Linked DNA regions of Sus scrofa: regions 1 and 3 are each linked to region 2. A link is a contact called in public Hi-C and HiChIP or PLAC-seq data. All regions are on one chromosome and are shown on one strand. The core of a region is the stretch at or near the end of the contact, and the rest is flanking DNA. Distances in the headings are between cores, read along the strand shown. Region 1 overlaps SPATS2L (spermatogenesis associated serine rich 2 like). Region 2 holds the start of SPATS2L (spermatogenesis associated serine rich 2 like). Region 3 overlaps SPATS2L (spermatogenesis associated serine rich 2 like).

Evidence for each region. A called contact is a pair of places that touch in the nucleus more often than the background predicts. HiChIP or PLAC-seq counts read pairs in DNA pulled down with a chosen protein or histone mark.
Region 1: a contact with region 2 is called in an H3K27ac HiChIP or PLAC-seq map of alveolar macrophages. The contact joins the enhancer-like site here to the promoter of SPATS2L in region 2. A contact is called at or near these places in 2 of 5 promoter capture datasets (liver and skeletal muscle), 5 of 47 Hi-C or Micro-C datasets (brain, embryonic fibroblasts, fetal skeletal muscle and 2 more) and 2 of 2 datasets of contacts at active chromatin or transcription factors (alveolar macrophages and skeletal muscle).
Region 3: a Hi-C map of embryonic fibroblasts shows a contact between it and region 2, with 1.8 times the contacts expected there. The contact joins the enhancer-like site here to the promoter of SPATS2L in region 2. A contact is called at or near these places in 1 of 5 promoter capture datasets (fetal skeletal muscle), 6 of 47 Hi-C or Micro-C datasets (embryonic fibroblasts, fetal heart ventricle, fibroblasts and 2 more) and 2 of 2 datasets of contacts at active chromatin or transcription factors (alveolar macrophages and skeletal muscle).

What each region holds. Positions count from the first base shown.
Region 1 is chr15:104,022,465-104,025,987 of Sscrofa11.1, reverse strand. All of the region lies in intron 8 of SPATS2L (spermatogenesis associated serine rich 2 like), which reads right to left. Among named protein-coding and RNA genes, the nearest start is that of KCTD18, 75 kb to the left of the region's middle. Within about 2 kb of position 2,062, at least 15 of the 83 cell types and tissues checked have an H3K27ac peak or open chromatin away from gene starts, as enhancers often do. A contact at or near this core is called in alveolar macrophages, fetal skeletal muscle and skeletal muscle, where this site is marked.
Region 2 is chr15:103,878,031-103,881,450 of Sscrofa11.1, reverse strand. SPATS2L (spermatogenesis associated serine rich 2 like) reads right to left here and starts at 1,985. Exons shown (of 13, transcript NM_001177916.1): 1 at 1,915-1,985.
Region 3 is chr15:104,051,011-104,054,247 of Sscrofa11.1, reverse strand. SPATS2L (spermatogenesis associated serine rich 2 like) reads right to left here. Exons shown (of 13, transcript NM_001177916.1): 11 at 1,354-1,456. Among named protein-coding and RNA genes, the nearest start is that of KCTD18, 47 kb to the left of the region's middle. Within about 2 kb of position 1,642, at least 19 of the 83 cell types and tissues checked have an H3K27ac peak or open chromatin away from gene starts, as enhancers often do. A contact at or near this core is called in alveolar macrophages and embryonic fibroblasts, where this site is marked.

The DNA of each region.
Region 1 (3,523 bases), core at 813-3,312, 140 kb before region 2:
AGCTGAGAAACTCCTGACCTACTTCCAATTTCTTGGTCCTGCTTCAAGAGAATATAAACACGAGGTATAAGAACATTTCTGGCCCCTTTACACAGAAGGCATGCTTTGACTGACTGCCCTTTCCTTCGTGAAAGCAAAGCAGCCTAAAAATATGGTCCCCTCCAGGCCCCATTCTCTGCAACCCTGTTGCCCCAGCACACACTCTATCCTTCTGGCTCGTCACCATCTTCCGTTTTCTTTAGGAGTGCTTTTAATGAGATGTTAAATTGACAATAGCACCTAACAATTTTTACAGCTCTATTTTGTAATCCTTTCTCCCCCAGCATATGGCAAAACTCTCAAGTATTACTCTCCTTCCCCAATGTTTTTTTTTTTTTTTCTTTCCTTTTGAATTTAATGTTTTATTGCTCCTTTAAAGCCGTCAACAACAACTTGGACATGCACACACACACAGATTTGTGATGAGACGCTAGACTAGTTTGCACACAAAGCAATTAAACCTGGCAGCTATGATTCCGAAGGATGCATATTTTCCAGTTGTGGTAGGGGGCCAATCATATAGAAGAGAAACCAGCTGTTTCATGTTAGTTCCTGATGTGACTTTTCACACAGACACTCATGTTGCAAGATTTATTTTCTGTGAAGACATATGGTGAGGGTATTGTGTCATCTTTGTTCCCCTCTTCAATCTCCAGTTCTGTCTGGGAAGATGAGAAGGATCCATGTAATGGTCGTTTAGCCCTGTCTAACTGTGTCCTGGTGAAGTGCCAACTTGGATGGTAGAAATTAGCAACTCAATGGTTTTGTTGAATAACATACTGAGCAAAGTAGTCCTCCCAGCCAGATCGGGAAGGATAAGCGTTTCCTTCATTTTCCCAGATATTTGCTCCCTCCGTACGGAGCATGTGCAAACAAGTGTTTTCTCTCAACCTCACACAATCGCCATTCCCGTGAACCCCAGTAGTCTTTGGGTTCACCTCCTGAAGCTGGCACAGTGAATGGTGAGAACTTATTACTCGAGAGGGTCTGCTTATTTCTACATGTCTACTGAGTGCTTTGGTGGAGAAAACGGGGCAGCCCCAAGGAAGGGGAGGGGAACTGGCAGTGGGACACATACTACGACCCTGTAGCTTGTGCACCAGATGAGTCAACATCTGCCTCCGAACCAGCACTCCTCCGAATCTGGATGTACCCTACGATGAAACCCTGAGGTTTCCATAGAGCTGTGTTGAGAAGTCTCTCTAGTGCTTAGAGTTCGTGATTTCACCACCACCAGGAAAACTTCTTTTTTTTTTTAAGCATTTAAGCTGCCTTCTTCAATTCGGTGACCTGCTATTTTTCAAGAGCACCACAATCCCTAAAACTTATCCTTTGCTCCTCAGAAAATGAGAGAGGCTTAATTCAAGTCCATCACCCTGTTGCCTGGGCTGCAGGCGTATTTCAAACAGAGGCAAAGTTTTCCCCTTCGGCATAAAGGCATGCAAATGGTTGATTAAAAATACTTTAGTTTTATGTTTAAGTTCACATTTATGTAATCATTTGGGGATTACAAATTAAGGGTTAGGTCAGAAAACAAGTGGTGATGTTTTCTCATTTGGTAGCAATGGCATACAGAAAAGAGTTGATCCAAATTGCGCCTTCTTCAGTTTGGAGGAAAAGTGCCATTTTGTCAAGCATAAGTGACTTTTAAACAGCCGAGTTGCTTGGCAGAGCTCATTCAGAAGGGATCCTTTCCGTCAGTTTAAAATGCAATGTGAATTACAAGCAGAGAAAAGATACACAACTTCCCTGGCTGCTGACTTTCCTGGCCCCACACTTTCAGCTCTTGAGGAATAAAGCATTCAGAGAACCTGCTATAAATCTCAAGATGTCTCATGAGCCATACAATGTTCATTTGACTAAGGAAATAACATAAAATAAAAAATAAGAGTACTCAGAGCAGCTGGTGGAGAGAGGTAATTTGAGGTCACCACTACATTTTGTCAGTTAGTGTGTGAGTCACTCAGATGGAAGGTATCATACAGAGGCCTCAGTGCGAGAGTTTACTCTGCAACCACCACTGCGGGTCTGCTGCTGGGAGCAGCTCACTGACCCCTCCAGACAGAGGCGGGAAAACTACGACCCCCAAGAGCCAGATCTGGCCCACTGCCTCCCTGGGTGCTCTCTGGCTGCTTCCACGTCACAACAACACAGCGGAGGAGGTGCCCAGAGACCTGAGAGCCCATAAAGTTTACGACATTTACTAGAGGCCCTTTCCAGAAAGTGTGCTGACTCCAGCTCTAGAGAACCAGCCTGGAAGTTAAGTGTGTGCTTTTATATATTAGGGTAACTTCAGGATAAACTGGAAAAGTCACAGATGTGTAAAATTTAAAAAACTAGGAGTTCCCGTCATGGCGCAGTGGAGACAAATCCAACTAGGAAGCATGAGTTATGGGGCCTTGCTCAGTGGGTTAAGGATCTGGTGGTGCCGTGAGCTGTGGTGTAGATTGCAGACATGGCCTGGATCCTGCCTTGCTGTGGCTGTGGTGTAGGCCGGCAGCTGTAGCTCTGATTTGACCCCTAGCCTGGGAACCTCCATATGCCTCGGATGTGGCCCTAAAAAGCAAAATAAGTAAATAAAAATAAATTTAAAAAAATTAAAAAATACTTAAAAACTAATAATAAAAATAATAATAACAACCACAACAATGACACCTTCCATTTGTATAGCATCTTTACTTTCTCCAAGTACTTTCGAATATATTCTAGGACTCTGCTTTGAAAACTAGTGAGGTTATAATCTGGTCAAACAGAGAAGCAGTCCACTAAGGAGGGGACGTCGTGAATGGGTGGAGGGAAAATGATTCCTCACTGAATAACTGGAGGAGATGGTTTTCTCTCAAGTCCCAAGTGTCTTCTGTACCCTTGGAATCTTCCATTACATGTAGCAGATGGTTTAATAGTCAAGAATTTTAGGTTAGGTTAGTGTTCGGCTTAATTTTGAGTTTCACACGACTTTCCAATCAGCAAAAAAGCACATCAATGTCAAAAAAAGGGGACTTGGAATGGGCAAAATAGGCAGAAATTGTGATCAAATTCTAGAATCAGGGAGGCCAATAAAGGAAACATGGTACGTGAGCCGGGCCATTGTGGATACGCTTTTTCTCCATTCTCTATTTTCCTCTTTAACGCCATGACTTTCCTCTGGGAACCATGGCTCTTTGACTCTCAGTTCATGGAGTTCGGGGTTGGGGCTCCCTCCACGGCTGACTATATGGTAGGCATGTGGCTCCAGCCTGGCCGATAGGAAAACTCTGTCCCTCTAGCCACCATGACCGGTTTCTGGACAAGATGCAAGACCCAACCCAGCCAATGGAAATTAGCCCTTGGACTTTGTGTTAGAATGATGGCAAACAAAGCCCTTCCTCGGATCACAGGGGCTAAAGATTACGTACCCTTGGAGCTACCAGTGGGTTCTCTTTGCTGCTACATGGAGATGTTGTGCCTAAGAATGAGGCCAAGGATAAGCAGAACCAGGAGAAGG
Region 2 (3,420 bases), core at 736-3,235:
GTTACTCGATAAAAACTGCCCTCATCCACACAATACACTGCTTTCTGGTTGATAGAGTTTTAGAAGGCTAATGAAATAGTTTATCCAGAAGGCAGCTGTAGGCTTCATTTTCAGAATATCTTTCAAAATAACCGGATTTGTTACTTTAATATTTTTTTTTTCCCAGAATGAAGCAATTTCTGACTTCCTGTCCCTCCTTTCCCTGCCATATTGCACATCTGCTTAATCTCTAGAAAACAGAATCAATAAGAATGGCCATGGACTGTTCCTTTAAGACAAACTAAATCAGTCATAAAGGTCTCACGATCTTACTCTTTCAAAGCCTCTTCCTCTGCATAGGTTCTAAGATTTGTCTTTTTTTTTTACTTTCGAGGGTACTGGTAAAAGTTTTTAATATAATATTAATATTTTAAAAAAATAAGCAAGTGAAAAATAATACACATAACACTATGTAAAGAAAGAGACTGAGGTTCAAGGTTTTGCACTCGTTCTCAAGCTACGTACAGATTCTGTAATACAATCAATCAAAGGGAAATGCACAGAAACAATCTTAGGTCTCCAAAACCTTGGCATCTGCTAAAACCAGGACTTTCTGGGAACTGAAAGCTCAAGAAGTTCACAAACACACACACCAACTCCCCGCAGGAAGTGGAAACCTCCAGTTGAGGTTTCAGTAGCATCCCTGTCCAGGTAAAGTCTCAGCCCTTCACATCCTACATCTGCAGTAAGTATTAACCACCGAATAGACTGCGAGCGAGCGGGGCCGATCTTCAGAGACAAGGAAAACTCAAGCTTATGGAGAAAGCGAGAAGACCCTCTCCATCTCCGGAACCACCGCTGCCTTGGGCTCTAGCCGCCACCGCCGATTCTGGGTCCACCCTCCCAGAAGCGGCTGAGCGACCACTTCGTCCTGCGGCCGGGTCGTTCGGCATCTACTCGCGTCACCCCGCGTGCAACGGCGGCGAGTGTGCGGGCGCTGGGGGCCGCCGCATCCGGCTCCCGCTGTGAGTGCGCCAAGGGGCGCAGGTTTCCCGGGTCCCGCGGCCCCCGAGCCAGGCAGTGATCGACGGAGAGACTGTGCCGGCGCAGGCAGTTCCGAGCGATAGGGCGGCGGGAGGGGGTGGGTCTCCGTCCGTCCAGCGGATGGAAGGGGGCGCTCGCGCGGGGGAGGGCAGGCGAGGGACCGCGACCGATTCAGATCCGGGGCGGGCGGGTCCACGTCGGAGCGCGGCGGCCACACGCCCGCCCGGGGCGCGCGAATGTGCGCGGGACCCGGCGCCTTCTCCCGCCCGCCCGCCCGCCCGCTTGCTAGCCCGCGCCGGCCCGAGAAAGGAAGGACGGCGACCTCCGTGTCCGGTCCGCGCCGCCTGCCCGCGTCGGCACCGAGCTGGGGCCACACCCAGCGCCTGGGGAGGCGGCGGGGACTGGGCGGCCCAGGCTGCGGATCGCGCGGCCGAGGCTGAGCCACCGTCCCGGCCCCGCAGGCCCCGCGGCGTCCGCCTGAACCCCGAGTCCCGGCCCGGGCCTGGCAGGCGGGCAGGCAGGGAGTGGGTCCCAGGCGGCGGCGGCCTGGGATGCCGAGCTTACCTCTGTGCGGAGGGCCAGCCGCTCCGTCCCGGGCAGGGGAACGGGGATCAGGGGCGCAGTCGCCCGGGGAGGCGCGGCGGCGGTGGCTGCCCTGCGGCGCGGAGGGCGGGCGGGGCGGGAGCTGTTGCCTGGGCCGCGCGCCGTCCGGAGCTCGACCCGCGCTGCCGGCGCTCGCGGTGGAGGGCGCAGCCGGCTCGGCCCCCGGGGCTAGATTCCTTCACTGACACAACTCTGAGTCGGCCAGCTCCACGCAGGGACACTCCCGCCCCTCGCAGGCTGCCCCCGCCCGTCGGCCGGCCGGCCAGCCCGCCCCTCGGTGTCACTCACCCAGGCGCACACACCCCGAGCCGGCGCCCCTCGCTCCCGCTCGCACACACGGCGCTGCTCACGCCTCTCTCGGGTTTTGTATCCGCTCACACGCACGTTCTGACACAGATCCCTTCCCTCCACACGCCCTCCCTAGCTCCTTTCCCACCCCACTTTCTAGAAGGATCCCCGTGCAGCTTCCGCACTTTGCTTGCTTGTCCCACACCAACCTCCTCGGCTTTCCCCAAACCCCCGCCTCACTTATACTGCCCCTGTTATTCAAAGATTTTGCCACAACCCGCACGTGTTGCAGGAGAAGCAGCTTCCCATACCCAGGAGAGTGAACTTTGCTCCCCCCAGCAGTCTACAAATGCAAGATGCTTCCCTTTTTAGAAAGCACTAATGCTTCCTGGTGCGGAGCCAAGCTCAAAATGTAAACAAAGGTAGCCGATTCCGAAATGACCTGAAGAACCAGACGCGGAGAAAGTACTGGGTTGGGTCTGACCCTAGAAATGCGGCTAACCCGGAGCGTCCCAGCCCCTCCCTTTCGCACTGGAGGATGGGTTGCTGTAAACGTGTGTGATAACCAAGTTCCAGATAGACACCGTGGGCAGCAGCCCACGGATTTGTGCTTGGGAGTACAGTAGTCGGGAGAGTGAAGGCAGTTTCTCAATCATTATTCATGATGGAAGCACTTTAGATAACACACCTCTTCCAGAGGCAGTAGAGTGAAATGCGGGCAGCTCTCCAGTTCAGTTTGTTTTAATTTTTTTTTTAAGGGAGACTTAGCCTCCCTTTTTCTCAATCACCAATAACTGTTTCTCAGCAGCTTCTCGGATCAAAGACCCTTACAATTACGCAGACCAGAGTGCCTTATGCCTCTCGCGCTCCAAACTCAAAGGGCCTCCTGAGTGTACAGCAGAATGGTATATCATCCGATGCTCAGGAGTTCATAATTTGAAATTAGATGCAAACAATTTTCCGGCCAGGTTCCAGTCTGCTAACATAATGTGCCCCCGTCGACAAAGCACCGTCTTAATAAGGGATAAAAGGAGCTGAAAGTAAAGGAACTCATTTTCTTATGGGAGCTGTGGCAGTGGTTCTTGTTACACTGATGGGCTTGTGGATAGTATGATGTATTTTAAAATATCTGTAACTGCTTCCTAAGTATTAACTTAGGTAATCCTTCAAACAGTCTACTCAGGTAGATAGTATATTTGAGCTTTTTTATAGATAAAGAAACAGACGTGGAGAGGAAAATTGGTAGAGGGAGACTTTGAACTTACACAGTCTAGTCCCAACTGTGCTACAGATAGGATAAGCAGATTCTAGAAGCCATAATACATGTAAATATAAAGGGTAAACATCATAATTTTTTATTTTTGTCTTTTTGCCTTTTCTAGGGCCGCTCCCGCGGTGGCTGGAGGTTCCCAGGCTAGGGGTCTAATCGGAGCCGTAACCACCGGCCTACGGCAGAATCACAGCAACGCGGGATCCGATCCGCGTCTGCGACCTACACCACAGCTC
Region 3 (3,237 bases), core at 393-2,892, 170 kb before region 2:
AGATGGCACTGGAAGTGCTCTGGAGGAGAGCAGGTGACGCTGGATGGCCCTCCCCGCCTCAGGCGGTGACAGAGGCTCTTGGCATCACCCATTATCAGGCTGAAGTGGAAACGGTGGGGGGGGGGCAGTTAAATCTCCTCCAACCAGATAGTCTGGTTTTTTAGAAGATGGGGGCAAAATCTAGGGATGGATCATGGCCAATGAGATTCTTTCATAAGGAAGGGAGTATATAGAAAAAAAGAAAATAATTTAAAAGAGATGCAGCCCCAGATTCAGATCATTGCCTAAGATATGTGAACAAAGATGCTCGCAGCAGTGTTGTTTTAACAGTGAAAAACTGGAAGCAACCCGAATGTCAACAATCAAGGGGCTGATTATGTCAGTTGTACTTAAATAAATTATGGGTTAAATATACTGGCATGGGAACGTGTCAGCCGCGTATCGCGAAAGGATAAAAGCAAATTCTCTTACTATGTATGTCATGGAATATATAGTACATGATAGGATGTAGGATAATTACATACACTATATAATTTGCACAGTTGGTTATAGAGGCATATAAAGTGTGAGGGTTCCACAAAAGTAATGTCACCTTCTATTTAATATAGTTCTGTAATTTTTAGATCAAGCTTATATTTTTTTTCTACTCAGAAGAAAAAAGCAATTCTCACTTTGCAAACCAGTGCATCCAAATCTCAGTCTTTCAGCTTGCTATGAGGCTATGGATATTCCATGTCCTTCACCAGTCCTTCTTTCCTCCTTGAGGCTGTCCTTGAAGCCACTTTAGTGCTCATTCCCACCTCCCCTGGCGGGTGGGCTGGAGTAGGGGGGAAAGGATCAGCCAATCGTGCTGCATGTTAACTGCTCTAATTAAAGGAGAGGCTCAGGCAGTGCTGGGCAATGTGTGTGTGTGTGTGTGCGCGCGCGCGCACACACACACACACACACACACACACGACAGCTGGACCCTTCACGACAATAGCCCATTGTTTCCAGACTTATTAGAGAGATTCGCTCTCCTGTAACCCATCTCTGTAGAACCAGGCTGTTTGAAATCAGAGAGGCGGTTGATCTGGCAGCACTTAAGAAAAGTTTGCAAAAGGTATCCACTAGTTGACCTGTTCTGTTCTGCGTAATAAATCCTGGGGATTTAGTGATGGGCAGTGGCATTTGAAGACTGGAAGTTCAGATCTTGACATTTCTCATGACTTGTGTCATGACCTTAGATCATTACATCTCTTTAGACCTCCCTTGAGCCCCCGGGGGAACTGCACACCTGACATTTCTGAAAGCAGCTCCAAACAGCACCAAGCTTACTCACACAGAATTATTTAGCAAGTATACAAAACTCACTTTCTCCGCAGAGCATGATTTGGGCCTTTAGCTGTTCAATGTCACAGGAGAACCGGGCAGCTTTCCCGAGCTCTTCATCATATTTACGCTCGCTGACAAAGTGCTGCAGGGAAGAGACAGGAGCCCCGTGATTACATACAGACAAGGCCGAGGCACACTGCAGACCCATCCACGTGGCTCTCCCGCCTCCACTCGTGGTGTGAATGCATCCCCAGGTGGGAAGCGTGCCAACTCCATCCCTGGGAGGCTCTGTTAAAGCCGGCTTGGTTTTGACCTGCCTTGAGAATGATCACCATTTTGCTCTGGGAATACATGTGGATCCTGGCTTTCCCTTGCCTGGGCTGAGACAAAGCTGTGACAAGGGCAAAAATATGCGTCTGGACTCATCGACTTAACCTTTTTGCACCCCATGCTCTCCTCCTAGCACTTCCTGTCCTGCTGCAAGTTTTTCGATTGCCTTCTGGTAGCCTTCCTAATCTGGCCAATGGCCTGCTAAGGTATCATCCCTCTTGAGAAAGCATGTTATCCTTCCTAGACGTCTGTCTCCATTTTAATTGGGAATCAGGAAGTCCAGGAAGGCTTACTAACTGGAAACCATTACCTTGAATGGTAGAATTTCAAGTGCTGTTAAAGGAAGTGGGAGAGAGATTACTTTTCAATTCGTTTAAAATTAAGATCTATATGTGGACGACAGAGTGAAGAAATACAGAAACCACGATGGCTTGGTCCCTCTGCGAGTTTACCAGGGAGTTAACCACATGTCAAGAGAGACATACCACTGTGCATACTAGAAGGTAGTAGGTGCTTTAAGAATATAAAAGAGGAAGGAATTCTTTCCTACTGAGGAGAATGGGGAAACAGTTGTGTAAGAGGAAGCCCTGAGCTGGAACATTAAAAGAAACATTGAAAACTATTTCCCCAACATGGGCCAAATTCTTAGCCGATAATCTCATTTTCATCTGATCACATTAGTATGAAGTCAGCACTATTATTAACTCTAATTTACAGAGGGGGAATTGAGGTTCTAAGAATCAGAGGGAATATGTAATTTATTCAAGGTTGTAAGAGCTGAGCAGTTGCACTCCAAAGCCTGGGCTGTTAACCATTTTACAATGAATGGGATTTGGAGAAGTAGAAATGAAACTGGGAAGATGAGTGGATTTCAATAGACCAGGAGCTGGCAACTTCGTATTCCTCACTTGATGTTTGAACAAGGGAGAGATGGATGCTGGAATATGTACGCTGCAGATTTTATTTTGAGGGGAACAGGAGACCATAATGGGGGGGGTACCAGATCCGCTCTAATAGCTTGGGATTTAAGGTAGGTGACCAGGCTGGAGGGAGATAATGGAAGCAGAAAGACTAGTCAGGAGGAAAATTTCCATTGGCTGGTTGGAGGCAGCCAAGACCAGGAGAGCAAGTGAGAAGGGAAAGGCCTCTGGAACATCTCAGGACCTTCAGAGGAAGTTCATCCCCATGGGGCTCCCTTTCAAGCCAAACCAGGGCGGAGGGGACCAAAAAGTCACTTGCCACTTTCTCCTGCACTCAACCAGTTTTATGCTGGGGTGAGCAGACAATCCTACTTATAAAGCTAGCAGCAAATGTGACTGTGAAGTAGACTAGTTCCCCAGAAGTCAGCCAGAAGCTGGAATGCGTGTGCCTGTTTGTAGGTTTAGTACATTGGGGCAAAAGAGGATAAGGGAAAATTCGTAAATCATAACTTCCTATTTTGTTGTAGATCCTTATGTTTGCCTTTCTGGTAGCAATTTCTTTTTCTGGTAATTAACTGTACCCCAAGGCAGTTTCAAAGATCCAGAGCACTGGTGGGCCTGTCAATCAAGACATCTCTTGGCCAAAGGATGGATGTGACCCAAGTGGAGGCTG